5 separate regions of the Mus musculus genome follow, and all the other regions are linked to region 5. The links are chromatin contacts, called in public promoter capture Hi-C maps. All regions are on one chromosome and are shown on one strand. The core of a region is the stretch at or near the end of the contact, and the rest is flanking DNA. Distances in the headings are between cores, read along the strand shown.

Region 1 (2,700 bases), core at 95-2,594, 2.2 Mb before region 5:
CAGCGACTTCTTGGCAGGGAAGATGCCCACCTGCAGTCCTGGGCCTGAGGAAGTACAGAGGAAAGTAGACGGAGGTGAGGAGGAAGAAGTGGGCTGAAGCCTAGGGGGACAGCTTCCATCTTTGGCCTCAGGCAGAGAGCAGTGAGTCCCAGCAGTCTCAGGTACCCCACAAAGCCAGCACCTCCGCCCTCAGGCCTGGCTCTGAGCCCCTGGGTGCTGTGGTGCAGCCAGAGTGGGGAAGCTATAGTAGGCAGGCAGCCTCTTTCTCATTCTCCTCGGAACTGGTGGGTACAGCCTAGCCCTGCCCACCATGCTTCTAGCCCTTCAGATGTGCTGTTGGTGGGCGGGACTGAGGTGGCTTAAGGCCCAGGAGGAAGATTATGACCATGATTGTAGTGGCTAGGGCATCCTCTCCTTTCTGAGGGCTGCAGTCAGCCAGTCCAGGAGACCTGCAGAGGTGCCAGCTCACACAGAGGGAACTTTGTGGAGGCTCTGGCAGGAACGTGTGGGTTCTGTATACCCAAGGCTGTGTGCCTAGGTGTACCTTTCCCTGGGACTTTGCCTCTCTGGATCAGGTGTGTGTCTGAACGTACATCTTCCTGTCCCTCTGTCTCTCGCTGGATCTGCATCCTTGCCTCTGCAAACACACCTCTTTGAAGGTGTGTGGCTGCCTGTCTCTCTGTGTCCCTATCTCTGAGTGTCTTGAGTCTCATTTCTCTACCAGTCTCTCTGTGTATCACTGTCTCTTTTCACGACTGCATGTCCCTTTGCCCTCGGGGACAGGTCTCCATGGGGTCGGTATCGGTGGTTCTGTGCGTCTTGCATGTGTCTCTGCCTTTGTGTCTATCTCTCCTCCAAGCTGTGTGTCTCTCTGTCTCTGTGTGGGTCACTGCCTCTTTATACTCGTCCAAGATCTCTGTTTTTCGACCCTCTGCCCGTAGGGGAGCCCCCCTTACCTGAGTTGAGCCCGGTGCGCGCCCGCGAGAGGGTCCGGGACAACGGGATGCTCAGCGCCGACTGAGGCTCCAGAGCCTGCGGGCGGGGGGCGGCGAGAGGCGGGCAGGGGCGACGTCCACTCCCCGGGCCCTCCCCCTGGGCCGCGCAGCCTCCGCCGGCCGCTCCCGCCGGGGCGCGACCGGGCCGGCCTCTGCCGCGGGCGGTCTGCGGAGAGCGGGCACCTCCTCCCCCTGGGGCGGCGCCTCCTCCGCGGCCGGGGCCGCTAGCTCGCTCGCTCGCTCGCTCTCTCGCTCGGCAGCACTCGGGCGGCGGCGGCAGGAGCGTCGAGGAGTTCGGCTGGGCTCGGCTGCGTTCGGCTGGGCTCGGCTACGGCGGGAGGGAGTCGGCTGAGCTCGGCTGAGCTCGGCGGGCAGCAAAAAACAGCGGAGAGCCCCGCCTCGTGAGTGGCCAGCGGCCTGCGGCCCTTTGGGGGAGGAGCCATCTCTGTGCCGCTGCCGCCGTTCAATTGGCTGTCCGGGCCAAGTTCCCGCGCCATTGGTTGTGCTCTGGGGTGGGACACGACCATCCTGGTGCAGGAGAGAAGGAGGGAGGGGCTTGGGAAGGGTGAGAGGAGGGGTATATAGGGGCCACTTTGTTTTGATCCATCCCTTGAAAAGGTGAAGGGTCAGCCCACCTTTTTGCAGGGATTTCTTGCATCTTCCACACCTGGAATGCACCCCCACATGTGAAGCGTCCACCCCTCCATATCTGAGAGAAGTCTGTTTCTATTATCTGAGAAAGTCCATGTGCCTCCACACCTGACCCTCCTCACCTATCATCTTTCTACATATCCCTCTCCCAGTAGAGTGTAGAGTACCTCATGTCCACTTTACAGCGCCTGTAGATTGCCCCTAGTCCTAATAACAGTGTGATCTCTGGGAATTCATGACCTTTGTTGCGTTTTACTGATTTCTCACCCAGTGTTGGTCACAGGGTTGTGCATGGCTTGCTGGAGGGAACTTGAGACACCTGAAGAATGGCCCAGCTCTGGCTGAACTAGATCCAGACGGCATGGATGGCCTGACTCTCCATCCTAACAGTTCTGAGACCAAGGTAGCTTGGACAGGAGCAGTCAAGTAGGCCTTCCCCTCTCAGACCCTTAAGTAGCAGGGCTCACACATGCAAGGAGCTACATTTCTGGCCCTTTAGTGATTCTTAAGTGTACTTGTGTGTGGCTTCTATCACATATTGTCCATGGACAGTCAGAGACCCATGGCCCCACATCCAGCCTTAACTTCCCTCAGAATACTATACTCACAGCAAAATGCATACTGGAGTCACAGTGGTGTTGGTTCCTGGTTCCACTTTCTAACTCTCTTAAACGAAGCTTTCTTCTCAATAAAACTGTCATAGTAATAGCTACTTCTTAGGTTCTCACTAATTCATTTATACCATACCAACCACATCTCAGCAAATGTCAGCTGACAAGCCAAGACCAGGTGGCTAAGGGGCAGGGCTCCTCCTTCCAAGAAAAGGAGAAAGGGGAGTGTAAAGCCATCTCAAGGGCTGAATCATCTGAAGCTGCTGTGTTAGAGGCTGTCTAAAATAAACTACGGACCCCGTGGAGTTTGTCAGGATGGATTAATTTTAGTTCCCCCCTGTTACCCAGCAGGGTGGGGGTATTGTGAGAGGGATCAGATCAGTTATAGGAAAGAGAGAGACATATGGTCGCACATCTGAGTATAATGCCAGTGAATTTGTGAC
Region 2 (2,700 bases), core at 147-2,646, 2.3 Mb after region 5:
TTCCCAATAAACCCATTTTTAATATATTCTCATCTGGCTCGAATTGGCTCATTTCAGGCAACTGGAGCCAGATGAGAATATATTAAAATCCTTTCTTGGAGGACTCTTCCAAAGTCTTACTCTGGATAATCTGTCCTCAATAGCAAAGGATGAGTGATAATTTGTACCACTCGCCCTTTGCTATTAAGTCCGTCAGACTACAGTACCTGTGATCATTCCTGAGAGGGTCACTTAGGGCTTCAGTATCCTGAACACCGTCTCGTTGTCCCATGTACAGACGGTGACAAATGTTAATTAATACAATATAGTACTTGCTGAATGAAATAAAGCAAGAGTTGAGGAGTCAGAGAAATAACTCTGTAGGTCCCTGACAGTTAGTCATGTAAATTTCAGAGCAGAGACCAACAGATAAAGAAAATAAGTCTTGATTCCTAAAATGTGAACAAGCTGGACTTTAGCAGAAGAACATGGTGGTTTACACACAATGACGGGAACAGAACCCAAGAAGCCATAGTTTGGAATTCGCAGTGGAAATTCCTGGAAAGATGGATTGCTTGCATGTACGAATAAATAAATGAAAAGAATAGAAAAACGATAATCTTTAAAATAAACAAAGAGAAGTAGAGCCGGAAAGATGGCAAGATGGCTCACTGGTTAAGAGTGCTTACTGCTCTAGCAGAAGACCCGGGATTCAGCACCCCCACCCCGCTCCCGCGCACTCTCCTCCTTGCTCACAGAGAGTCTGAAACTCCAGTTCCAGGATGATGTACAGACTTACAAATACATAAAATATTGCTTTAAGTCTGTGAAGAGTTTTAAGCATAGTAAATAAGTTTGACTAGACTTGCTCTCAGAGTATAGCAGGCAGTGTTAGTGGATAAACTGTAACACAGGAAGTGAAGGAGCTAATGACTCCTCCCTAAATTCTTGGATTTAAGCAAACTACCGAAACGGCCATTTACTGTAACAGGTAAGACTGAAGGAAAAGTTTGGGCTAGACCATGGACAAGACAGTTTGGTGTCCATCACAGGGCAGAGGACGTCCACATACTGTACACGTGCAGAGGAATAGAACAATTGGAACCACACCGATCAGTAGCTGGGGCGTCCGTCAGCTGGGAGAAGTAGGCAGTAGGACTACAGTGAGCAGATTCAGCCGGACGGGCCTGGATTCCCTACCGCTGAAAGTGGCTTGCCCTCCTCCCCGCTCAGGTCTCCCGAGGCGTCTACAGCGGGATGGCGAGAGAGAAAGAGAGAACACCTACCCGCAAACCCTAGGCCTTTCCTGGGTCTCCCTTCACCAACTTGGCGCTGCTCCCCGCCCTCGAGCCCACGCCCCCCGGCGCGCGCGTGCGCAGAGAGTCCCTGAGCCGTCACCTTTCTCCGGAAGTCTCCTAAGTCGTCGGCGCAGGGGCCGCCGGGAAAATCCCGCCGGGCCTGTATAAAGCCGAGGCGGGATCGCTGCGGCCCGGATAATTTAGCTCGCTGTCCAGAAGGGCCCGGGGTGGAAAGCCGGAGGAGGCGGCCGCAATTGGACTTGCAGACGCCGGCCTTCCACTGCGGAGCCCATCCGGTGCCCCTCTGCACGCGCTTCCGGCAGGCGTCGTAAGCGAGTGCGCCTGCGCGCCGCTCAGTCCGCGCGCCTCGCCGCTGACCGCGCACCGGCCGGCCGGCAGCCCGACGGTTCTGGGGTTGCAGGCGGCTAGCAACTCAGATCGGCTGCGCACCAGCAAGCAGCATGTCGCGGAGGCGGCACAGCTACGAGAACGATGGTAAGTGCTCTCGGCCTGGCCACTGCGTCCGGGTGAGAACCGAGGCCGGGCTCGCCTTCAGTCTCCCGGGAACGGATAGGAATCCTTTCTCCCCGGGAGGGCTCGGGGAGCCCCAAAGGGAGGCTGCTGGCTCGGTTGTGGATAGTGGCTTCGGGAAAGCGACGGCCTCCCTGCTACCCCATCTCCTTCAGTCATGGGAAAGGAAGGCCTGGTGAATCCCGTGAGCAAATCCGACCTGGGGTCCCGCGACACTGAGGACTTAATCCCTCACTACTGATCATGGAAACCGCACGTGTGTCTGTCTGCTGCTGCCTCTTAGGATCACTTAGTGGAGGAGATATATCTAGTGGACCAGTGTTTTCCTTTTAGCCCTCCAGGGTGTACTTGGAAAGGACCCTGGGAAGACAGGAAAAGAACAAAGCTATGACAGAGGTCGGATGTATTGCAATCTGAGCCCTTCTCCTCCACCTGCCACCCGCTGATTCCCCTCTTTTAGGCTTCAAAAAAAGAATACCAACACCCCAGAGGTCACTAATAAACAGGCACGGGGTGTTTTGTTGGATTGGCTTTAAGCATATTTCCCTTATAAGAAAGTGCAGGAAAACCCGAGCAGATTATTAATTCTCATGTCAGTTTTGATGGTCGCCGGCAAGGACGTCGTTGTGTTGCCATAAATTTTGTTTTGTTGCACCATTATTGCCTTTCAAGAACACACTTGGAGCTGTTAGTGTTAGGTCCAAAGGGTTAAGGCAAGAAAAAACTTTAGAACCGAAGGGTTTAGGTTCGAAGCTCGACATCTCGATTATTTACTATGTGATCTTGTCAGGGTCATATGACTTCTTAAACCTAAGCGTGGACTGTGGATAATACTAAGCCATTTGGTTTCTACGGGGGGCTAAATGAGATATTGTGCTCACCAGTAGTTCAT
Region 3 (2,700 bases), core at 80-2,579, 2.3 Mb after region 5:
CCAGGCTGTCTGACGTTGTAGAAACTCTCATGACTCTAGACGTTGCCAGCAGGTAGATGGACATTGGTAAGCCATTTATCCAACAGTGTCCATCCGCCTACAAATAATGAGAAACTGAGGGTGCAATTTCGGACTTACAAGATCTGCACTATAACCAACAAAGATAATGAAAAGTACTTTTTACTTTACAAAATGGTAAGTAAGGGCTTTCGATTTATTTTGAAAGATTCAAATCTAAGCTAGTTAGTTACAAGCCAGCTCTGCTGGTCAAGAGCAACAAATCAAATTCAATGGCAAGTCTAAAGGTACAAACAGCCATAAAATATACGCATTATTATTTATACCTGCTGCCAAAACAAGTACTTAACACACACACACATATGTGTGTGTATATATATATAAATATATACATACATATGTGTGTATATGTATATATGTATATACATACACACACACACACACACACACACACACACACACACATATATATATATATAGTGGAGTTGTGAAAGAGGGATTGAAAAGAAGTAAATTACTTTTGTAGAAATAACTCGGGTGAATTACTCCAAAGAGCAATACCAGCAGCCTAAAGCACAACGGACATTAAAACCGGAAAACAGCAAGACAGGGGCTACCCTAAAATGCCAAGTATAGCCAAAATGAACCCAGGGCAACATGCCACTCAGTAAAACAGGGTTACCAAGCCCTGCCCTTTCCATTTTCCAAGGTGTCCATAAGAATACAATAGAGTAACTCCCAAGTGCTAGGCTCTGCGAGTGTTATTCTACTTTGAGCCCTGGAAGGCGCGGCCCATGTAAAAGACTGGGTCAGGGTCAGTTCTGCTGGGTGCTGGCCTGGGAGACGGCGCAGGCTGAAAGCTCTGCACCATAGACGTGCCGGGCAAAGGGCACGACAGGGAAGGCCAGGGACCACAGAGACGCGGGCGTGCTCGGCTGTTCCCGCACACCGAGCCAGAGCGGGCGGCCAAGGCGCAGCGGGAAGGCCCGGGATGCGGTCACAAACCCGCGGGAGGGAGGCCCTACGCGCGCCCGTGGAGGGGACCCCACCTCCGGTGGCCGCCGCCGCGGGGTAGGGCCGCGCAGCCAGCCGAGCCTGGCGCAGCATCAGTGCCCGCTGTCGCTTCCGCTCCACGCTCGCGCGTACGGCGGCCGGCAGCTGCGCGGGCTCGTCCGCGGCCACGGGCTCAGGTGACGTCTGCTTTTCCTCGGCCGTCGCCATCGCCTACACACTCCGTAGGAAGGGAACGCGTATTGTTGGTGAACAGCGGAGCCACAAGTACCCGGCCCTACTCCATCACCAGGCAAGGAGAAGAGCTACGCATGCGCAGTCGAGGAGTCCTGGTGGAAAAGCCTATGAAGGGCGAGGCAGTACGCCTGCGCAGCCGAGGAGTGGTGGCGGAAGAGATGATAGTGCACTTGTTGACAAACAATCCGGACTAAGCGATGGGGGAGAATCAGGACTTTAAAGTCATCCCTGTGTTCCAGACCAGCCTGAGCTACATGAGACCCTGTCTCCAAAAGTAAAGAGAACATGGAAAAGAGCATTGGGAAAGAATGGCTGTGTGACAGCTAAAAAGCATGAGAAAACAGGAAGGCAACAGAGAAAAGTGGGACGTGGTATGAGCTCCAAACCCAGCTGCGGGCCATGGGTAGAGAGCCAAAGCCATAGCCACATGGAGAGCCAGACAGCCCCATGACAACAGACTGGCCATTCTATACACAAATGAAACCCTTGTTTTCATCCAGTGGGGGAAACGTGATGTGGCAGTGACTCCTCCTGTGTGAGCCATCTTTCCAAAGATGGCTTTGGAAAAGAAATGCACATTGTTACTCCCCGTGTTTTGGACCGATGTGCCAGGGGGCTTGTTCATAGCATAGCTGCTCCCGAAAACCAAAAGCTGGAATCTACCCAAATGTCCATCAACTTTTGAATGGCTAAACAATGCATAGTATTACCATACAATGAACTATTTTTCTTCAAACATGAGAAAAATGAAGCGCTGGTCCATGCTACGACATGACTGAACTTTGAAAATGTTACTCTAAGAGGAAAAAGCCATTCACAAATGCATATGTTTATGTGAAACTCACAGAATAAGCAAGCCCGCCATAACAGAAAGCAGTCCAGAGGTTCCTAGAGTTTGCAGCTAAGGAGTAACCAGGAGGAGATGCTCCTCTGTAGGTATGAGGCTGCCTCCTGAGGTGATGAGAATTCTAGAACTAGACACTCTTGATGATTGTGCAACTCTGTGGATGTATTTTCTGGCCAGAGCAGGGAATCTGAGCACCAGAATTATAAAGAACCCCACCTCCACCCCACCCCTGGGTAGCACCAAACCTTAAGTGGCAGCACCTGTGATGACCACCACAGTCTCTGCACATTTCTGGCTTGGTGGCTGAGGGAATGAGGTAACAGGATCTCCCCCAAAATAACCTCTGAGAGTGGCCAGTGCTCAGAATCCTCTCCCCCACAAAGCACCGAATCTGACAGGTTGCAGGGTGTGGCTCAGGTGCGTCCTGAGCCCCAGTGTTTTGAAACTCTTGGCAACTTGTTCTTCCTTTCCAGGTTAACTCCCTCTCCTTTGGCTCAGGGACTTTTTGTGATAGAGTTTCAGGTAACCAGGTCTGAACTGTGAGCTGGCGCCTCAGCTCAAAGCAGTCTCCCTCTTCAGAAAGGAAG
Region 4 (2,700 bases), core at 174-2,673, 2.2 Mb before region 5:
GATAATAAACTAATTTAGGCTTTAATGGGGCATCCTTACATACTATATATTTCCTGGTTCCTAACCCCTATATTTGGGCATGATATATGCAAATACCCTCACCCAGGTCTTTCTTAGCTCAAGGCTGGGGAACGAACTGGCTGGCCTAGCTCTAGCCTCATACCCTCCACATCAAGTCTAGTACAGGAGACGGAACACTCTGGGATCCCAAAGACAGTGCAATCCCCATCGTAGAGAATACAGAAGAGAATCAGTTTAGAGGCAGAATACAGTTAGTAGTTAAGGGTTTGAGCTTAAGATGTCTGCGGGATAGCCCAGTGGAGGAGACCAGTAGACAAAGATCAATCGGGTTCTCGGAAAGTCTGAAACAGAGCTACACACTGGAAACATAAAGACGTGAAATGAGTAACTGAAATCACGGCAGTGAACGAGCCTGCCTAGGACTTAGGATTCTAACAGTCAAGAGTCAGCTGGAGCCGGAGGCTGAGGAAATGAACGACTTCACTCAAGGCTTGTGTAAAAGGTGAATACTAATATTTAAGGGACTAACACACAAGGGAAGGCACACAAATAGATGCCAAAGGGGGAGAGTGTTTCGAAAAGTTGGTTCTCAAACTGGAACAGAATGTGCTGGTGACAATTTTACAAAAAAATACAGAGACACATCATTACCTTTGTTCCAGAACATTCTTAATTCTACCAGAAGCGCTCCAGTAAATGGTTTCAACATCGTAAAAAGGGATTTTAGGGCACCTCTAAATTTTTGTCAAAATTCAGACACGATGTTCGCCCACATCTGGACACTTAGGGCTCAATTACTAATCTTCCTTTTCTGGGCCTGCTCAGACCTCACCGCTCACCCTTTGGAGCCTGTAGCACCTGTGCTCTGCCTCCTCTAGGACTCCTGTCTACGCGTAATTCATTTAGCAATTAATTTTGCATGGCTCTAGGATGACACTCCACTGCGGGCTTCAGCTCTTACTGAAACTCCCATTAATCAATTTTTAAATGCGTCTGGTCTCCTTAGAACGCCTGTGAGCGCGCGGAGTTTTTGTGAAAGTTGTCACCGAACCCATCTTAAAAAGGCTTAAGCATCTCCCCCATCCCAATCCCCTCGGGAACGGACCTCAAGGGTCCGATTGGTACCAGGAGGTTCTAGATCTTTGTTATTTATTTCAGAGCCTGGGCTGAGGACGACCTGACAGAAGTGGTAGCATCCGACCCTAGGGCAGGGCCAGTGGACCGCTCCTGTCCCGCTCTGCCCCACAAACGGATCAATAGACCGGACCCCTCACCTTCCTGGAGCCTCGGGTCCCGCCCGGCCCGTACACCCAGCGCTCCAGCTCCTCCACTCGAGACTGTAGCCGCTGCACATCGGTCAGAGCCGCCATCGTTTCTGCAGCCTGGCCGCAGCAACCCGGAACAGCCTGAGGGTGGGACGTCCGCCTAAATAAGAAGACTGGCCAATCCGAGAGCACCGTCACGCCTTGTAGGAAGTGACGTCACTGTTTAGGCTTTGGATGTCGGAAATAACCGATGTCAAAGCAATCTGGTTACCTAGGTAACGTTCTGGGTCCTAGTTCTACCCTGGTTTCCAGGACTTGGTTGTCAAGACTTTTAGTGCTCTAAATCCAAGATTCGAAGAGATTTCCTCCCCTCCCCCATTCCCTGAGAGTTAGCGTATAAATATACCTATTATTCCAAGATAGGTTTATACCCATAGATCAGTAGGCAGCTTCTTGGGAGAGACACCATACATTTTTGGAATCTTTTAAAGATCAAGTGATTTGTACGTAAGCCTCTTGTTGTCAGGACGTACACCCAAACAGTCTGATTTGTGACCGCGCTCTGTGTGGTGGTGCTAGGAGAGAAAGGAGAGACAGAAGGATGACTGTAAGTTTGAGGCCAGCCTGCTCTACACAGTGAGTTCAAGACCAGTCAGGGAACAATGTAGAGAAAGCTTGCTTCCCTTCAAAAAAAAGTGCTCTTCTATTCTCTCAGAGCTTTGTTCTTCTGCTTCCACTTGGACAGCTCAATGTAGTCTGTGGATCCCCCACCTCCCAGACCCAAGCAAGAAGAGGAGGCACAGGAGACACGGGAAGTACAATTTTATTTTCCAGATGCAACCCAAGGGACATCTTCACATTCAAATCCAATCCTTCACCTGCTTCCTGAAAAGGAGCAGAATTGACTCAAAGAGGTGGGGTACCAAAGGTGACACTGACATAGGGGTTACATGACGGAGTGATAGGGGTTCTCGGGGGAAAGCTCTTTGGTAGATGCTGCTGAAATTAGCTAGGGAGACAGTGTCTGCCTTTTACGGTGAGGTAGATGGAACGTAATATAAATCCCTTTGGTGTGGAGGTGGCATGCTGACATCAACCAGGACTGGATCCCAGAGTGGGCGTCACATCCTGAAAGAATCAAGGTAGGAGGGTGCCTTCTCCCCCCCTAAGCAATGATATTGGGACTCTTGGTTCTCAGTAGCTGCTTTCAGGGCAAGGTACTGGAAGGGGGCCCTGTAGAGGGTAGAGGTGGAGGATTGGTTGGACCCAAGGAAGCTGGCACAGGTTGGCGTCGAGCAAAGAGGATACCTGATAAAGGGTATAAGAGATGTAAAATTAAAAAATAAACGAGAGAATGTGGGACTCCCACAAAGCACGGACAAGTCCCTCTGACCAGTGAGAAGCTCCTATGCCG
Region 5 (2,700 bases), core at 28-2,527:
CATGCACCACCACGCCCGGCTTGTCCTCAGTGTTTTTAATAAAGAAAGTCTGTTGTTTTGAAGAAGCACAAAGTAGTAGGGGCAGAGTGGGAAATACGTTCAGCCAGTTAGCCCCATGGCCTGAGTTCAGATATCTCAATTATTCACTGGGTCAAGCACTGTCTGAGACATTCTAAATACAATATGAGACTGGGTTCCTGTGCGCTTGATCAGGAAATCAGGGCCAGCCTTGGCTTCATTGTAAACTCAAGGTCAGCCTGAGCTGTATGAGATCCTGTCTTCAAAATAAGTAAATAAACACAATACGTTCATTAATCTTATCAAGAAGGCCAGCATGAGGGTTGGGGTGGGGGGGAGGCTCAGAAGTAAAAATGTCCTCACCCACAGACACGGGGCTAGTCGGGAGTAGTGTACAATCTGGACTCGAGGAGGGTGTCAAGACTTTGTTCTTTTCATTACAGTCATAGTTACCATCTGTCGCAGGAGAAAGCTGCTGTTAGTGACCTGAATAGAGGAATCTGGAAATAAGCAATTGGCTTCACTTCTGAACAGCAAGTCTCTAAACTGGACGAGCTATCTGTTCAAGGGCCAGGTAGCCAGGAAAAAGGGGGGGGTGGGGGGTGGGGGGCGTTTCTCCACAATGAATTCGCTTTGATTCCTAGGTCCTCTGGAACATTCTCCGGAGTAGCTGCTCAAAGATTCATCTCCAAATCCTCTCGAACCAATTCTGAATTTCAAGGCTCTCTAAGTCTAGTCATACAGGCTGCCCTGACCCTTTCTCTGAGTGCAATAGGTATTAACAGCGAAGCCAGCCTGTGAATCCGTGCCCTCAGCAGAGCCCTTTGGCTTTGAGGGGAGGCCAGGTAACACGCCTTCTTTAGGTCGAGGCAGCCTTTGGACAGGATAGTAAGAGTGTTCTGGAGGATTCAACTAGGGGTGCACGCCCTACAGTTCAGCTTTGACTTAGCCCTTGCAAATCAGACGGACCTGCAGAGTGATCTCGGCAGGCCAGTCGCCCCTGAGCTGCGGGCTCCCCACCCCCTATGTGCCCCGACACGGGACAGAGGCATTCCACAGGGGTCTCCAGCCTCTGACTTCCCGTTTGAAGACCGCAGCCCGGGAGCCCGAGTCCGAAGGCGACACACAGCTGGCCCATAACAAAGAGCCAGGGTCCAGGGCGCGCTGCCGCCCCCCGGGAGGTTTTGAAAACTCTGAGCGGCCGGGGCGGGGCTTCAGCGAGCCGCAGCCAATCACCAGAGAGCCAAGGCGCCGGGGGCGGGGCCTGGTGCCAGGGGTTGCTACGGCCAGGCTGGGTCCGAGCATCCCGCGGCTTCGGACCCACCCGGCCCGGACATGGCGAGCGTCCGGGCCTCCCCGCGCAGCGCGCTGCTACTTCTGCTGGCCGCGGCGGGGGTCGCGGAGGTGACGGGGGGCCTGGCCCCGGGCAGCGCGGGTGAGTAGCCGCGGGAGCCACGATCGGGGCGGTCCTGAGGAGTGCCTCAGCGCTCCAAGATGGCGCGGAGCCGGGGGCGGGGTGCGCGTGCCCCCAGACCCGCGGGCGGCGGTCAGGAACGCCGGGCTGGAGCCCGACCCGGAGGCCGCTCTCCGCCCTCGTCTTCTTCTCCCTGAAGATCTTGCGAACCCTGGGGTGGTGACTGGGGTTCGAGGCCTTGTTCTGTCACCTCCCAGACAGGGGCCCCTTGCCCTGCCGGACCCTGGTCCCTGGCCAGGGTCCCTGTCAGAAAACAGGGAGGTGCCTGGGCTCCGGATAGCACCGCTGGGCGGAAGGGATACGTAGGTGCAGCTCCCCTGCTGCTGCCCAGTCAGTTGTTGTCACTTGTTAATTTGACTGACTTGGCCTGAGTGGCGGTGAACTTTGATAGGGTCCACAAGGTTGCCTGGCGGGTGCACCGTGGGTCTGAGACCCGGCTGGGGGATGGGGTAAGGTGGGGTGGGGGTTGACTACACATCGATAAATCACCCCGTGGCGGCTTGGCTTCGGGAGAGAGGTGTGTTCTAGGGCTCTGTTAAAGCAGTTGCACCAGAGATGGATGGAAAGCTTGACCGCTTAGGATTGTCCTTCCTGCGCTTGCTCAGCGTTCGGATGTGACACGAACTCGTGCTTCCCGGGACACCTCAGGCTGATAGGTGGTGGAAGACAGGAGCGCTAAGCAGTTTGAATTCAGGCAGACAGGTTCAGAGGAGAGATGCGGGTGGGGCTGCATGTGCACAGAGGAACGTTGACATTCACCTAGAAGATGAGAAAAACCGAGTGTCTACCTATACTAGCCATCGAAAGATGAATGGAATTTTTATAACAAAAGTAACGGAGGAGTGTGTTGCTTACAGGGAGAGGCACTCAGGGGAAAAACATACCCAGTCTCAAGGAAGTTTTCAAGAAAGCCTGAGAAGTTAAAATTAAGGAGTTTTGGTTGATGCTTTATTTATTTATTTATTTATTTATTTTAAAGGAAGGCATTTGAAGAAGATTGTGACAGGAACCTGGGATTAGTTAATTATTTGAATTCTAAATTTAACTATAAACTAGTAAGGAAACCAATAGAAAAGGGACGAAAGAATACTGTGAATTCTTGACTAATCCAGCTTATCTCTCTGTGTTCTAGTTAGTCCAAAGATGTCTAAAGAATACTAGTTACCCCCTTCTTATCCCACTGTTGTGGAGTAGGGCTTTTAGGAAAA

Evidence for each region. Promoter capture Hi-C pulls out the DNA fragments that hold promoters and counts their contacts.
Region 1: a promoter capture Hi-C map of liver shows a contact between it and region 5, with 4 times the contacts expected there. The contact joins the promoter of Enho here to the promoter of Reck in region 5.
Region 2: a promoter capture Hi-C map of pre-B cells shows a contact between it and region 5, with 7 times the contacts expected there. The contact joins the promoter of Ncbp1 here to the promoter of Reck in region 5. A contact is called at or near these places in 1 of 39 promoter capture datasets (pre-B cells) and 2 of 115 datasets of contacts at active chromatin or transcription factors (astrocytes and large pre-B cells).
Region 3: a contact with region 5 is called in a promoter capture Hi-C map of pre-B cells, with 6 times the contacts expected there. The contact joins the promoter of Xpa here to the promoter of Reck in region 5. A contact is called at or near these places in 2 of 39 promoter capture datasets (liver and pre-B cells).
Region 4: a promoter capture Hi-C map of liver shows a contact between it and region 5, with 4 times the contacts expected there. The contact joins the promoter of Dctn3 here to the promoter of Reck in region 5. A contact is called at or near these places in 3 of 39 promoter capture datasets (cranial neural crest, hippocampal neurons and liver).

What each region holds. Positions count from the first base shown.
Region 1 is chr4:41,638,958-41,641,657 of GRCm38.p6, forward strand. Enho (energy homeostasis associated) reads right to left here and starts at 1,345. Exons shown (of 2, transcript NM_027147.1): 1 at 957-1,345; 2 at 1-44.
Region 2 is chr4:46,137,115-46,139,814 of GRCm38.p6, forward strand. Ncbp1 (nuclear cap binding protein subunit 1) reads left to right here and starts at 1,397. Exons shown (of 23, transcript NM_001033201.3): 1 at 1,397-1,772. The coding sequence starts at 1,739. Tstd2 (thiosulfate sulfurtransferase (rhodanese)-like domain containing 2) reads right to left here and starts at 1,361. Exons shown (of 10, transcript NM_173033.3): 1 at 1,266-1,361.
Region 3 is chr4:46,194,982-46,197,681 of GRCm38.p6, forward strand. It overlaps Xpa (xeroderma pigmentosum, complementation group A), which reads right to left and starts at 1,330. Exons shown (of 6, transcript NM_011728.2): 1 at 1,068-1,330. The coding sequence starts at 1,239.
Region 4 is chr4:41,721,740-41,724,439 of GRCm38.p6, forward strand. Dctn3 (dynactin 3) reads right to left here and starts at 1,424. Exons shown (of 7, transcript NM_016890.4): 1 at 1,296-1,424. The coding sequence starts at 1,391. It overlaps Arid3c (AT rich interactive domain 3C (BRIGHT-like)), which reads right to left. Exons shown (of 8, transcript NM_001017362.2): 8 at 2,097-2,594. The coding sequence ends at 2,494.
Region 5 is chr4:43,874,253-43,876,952 of GRCm38.p6, forward strand. Reck (reversion-inducing-cysteine-rich protein with kazal motifs) reads left to right here and starts at 1,278. Exons shown (of 21, transcript NM_016678.2): 1 at 1,278-1,453. The coding sequence starts at 1,354.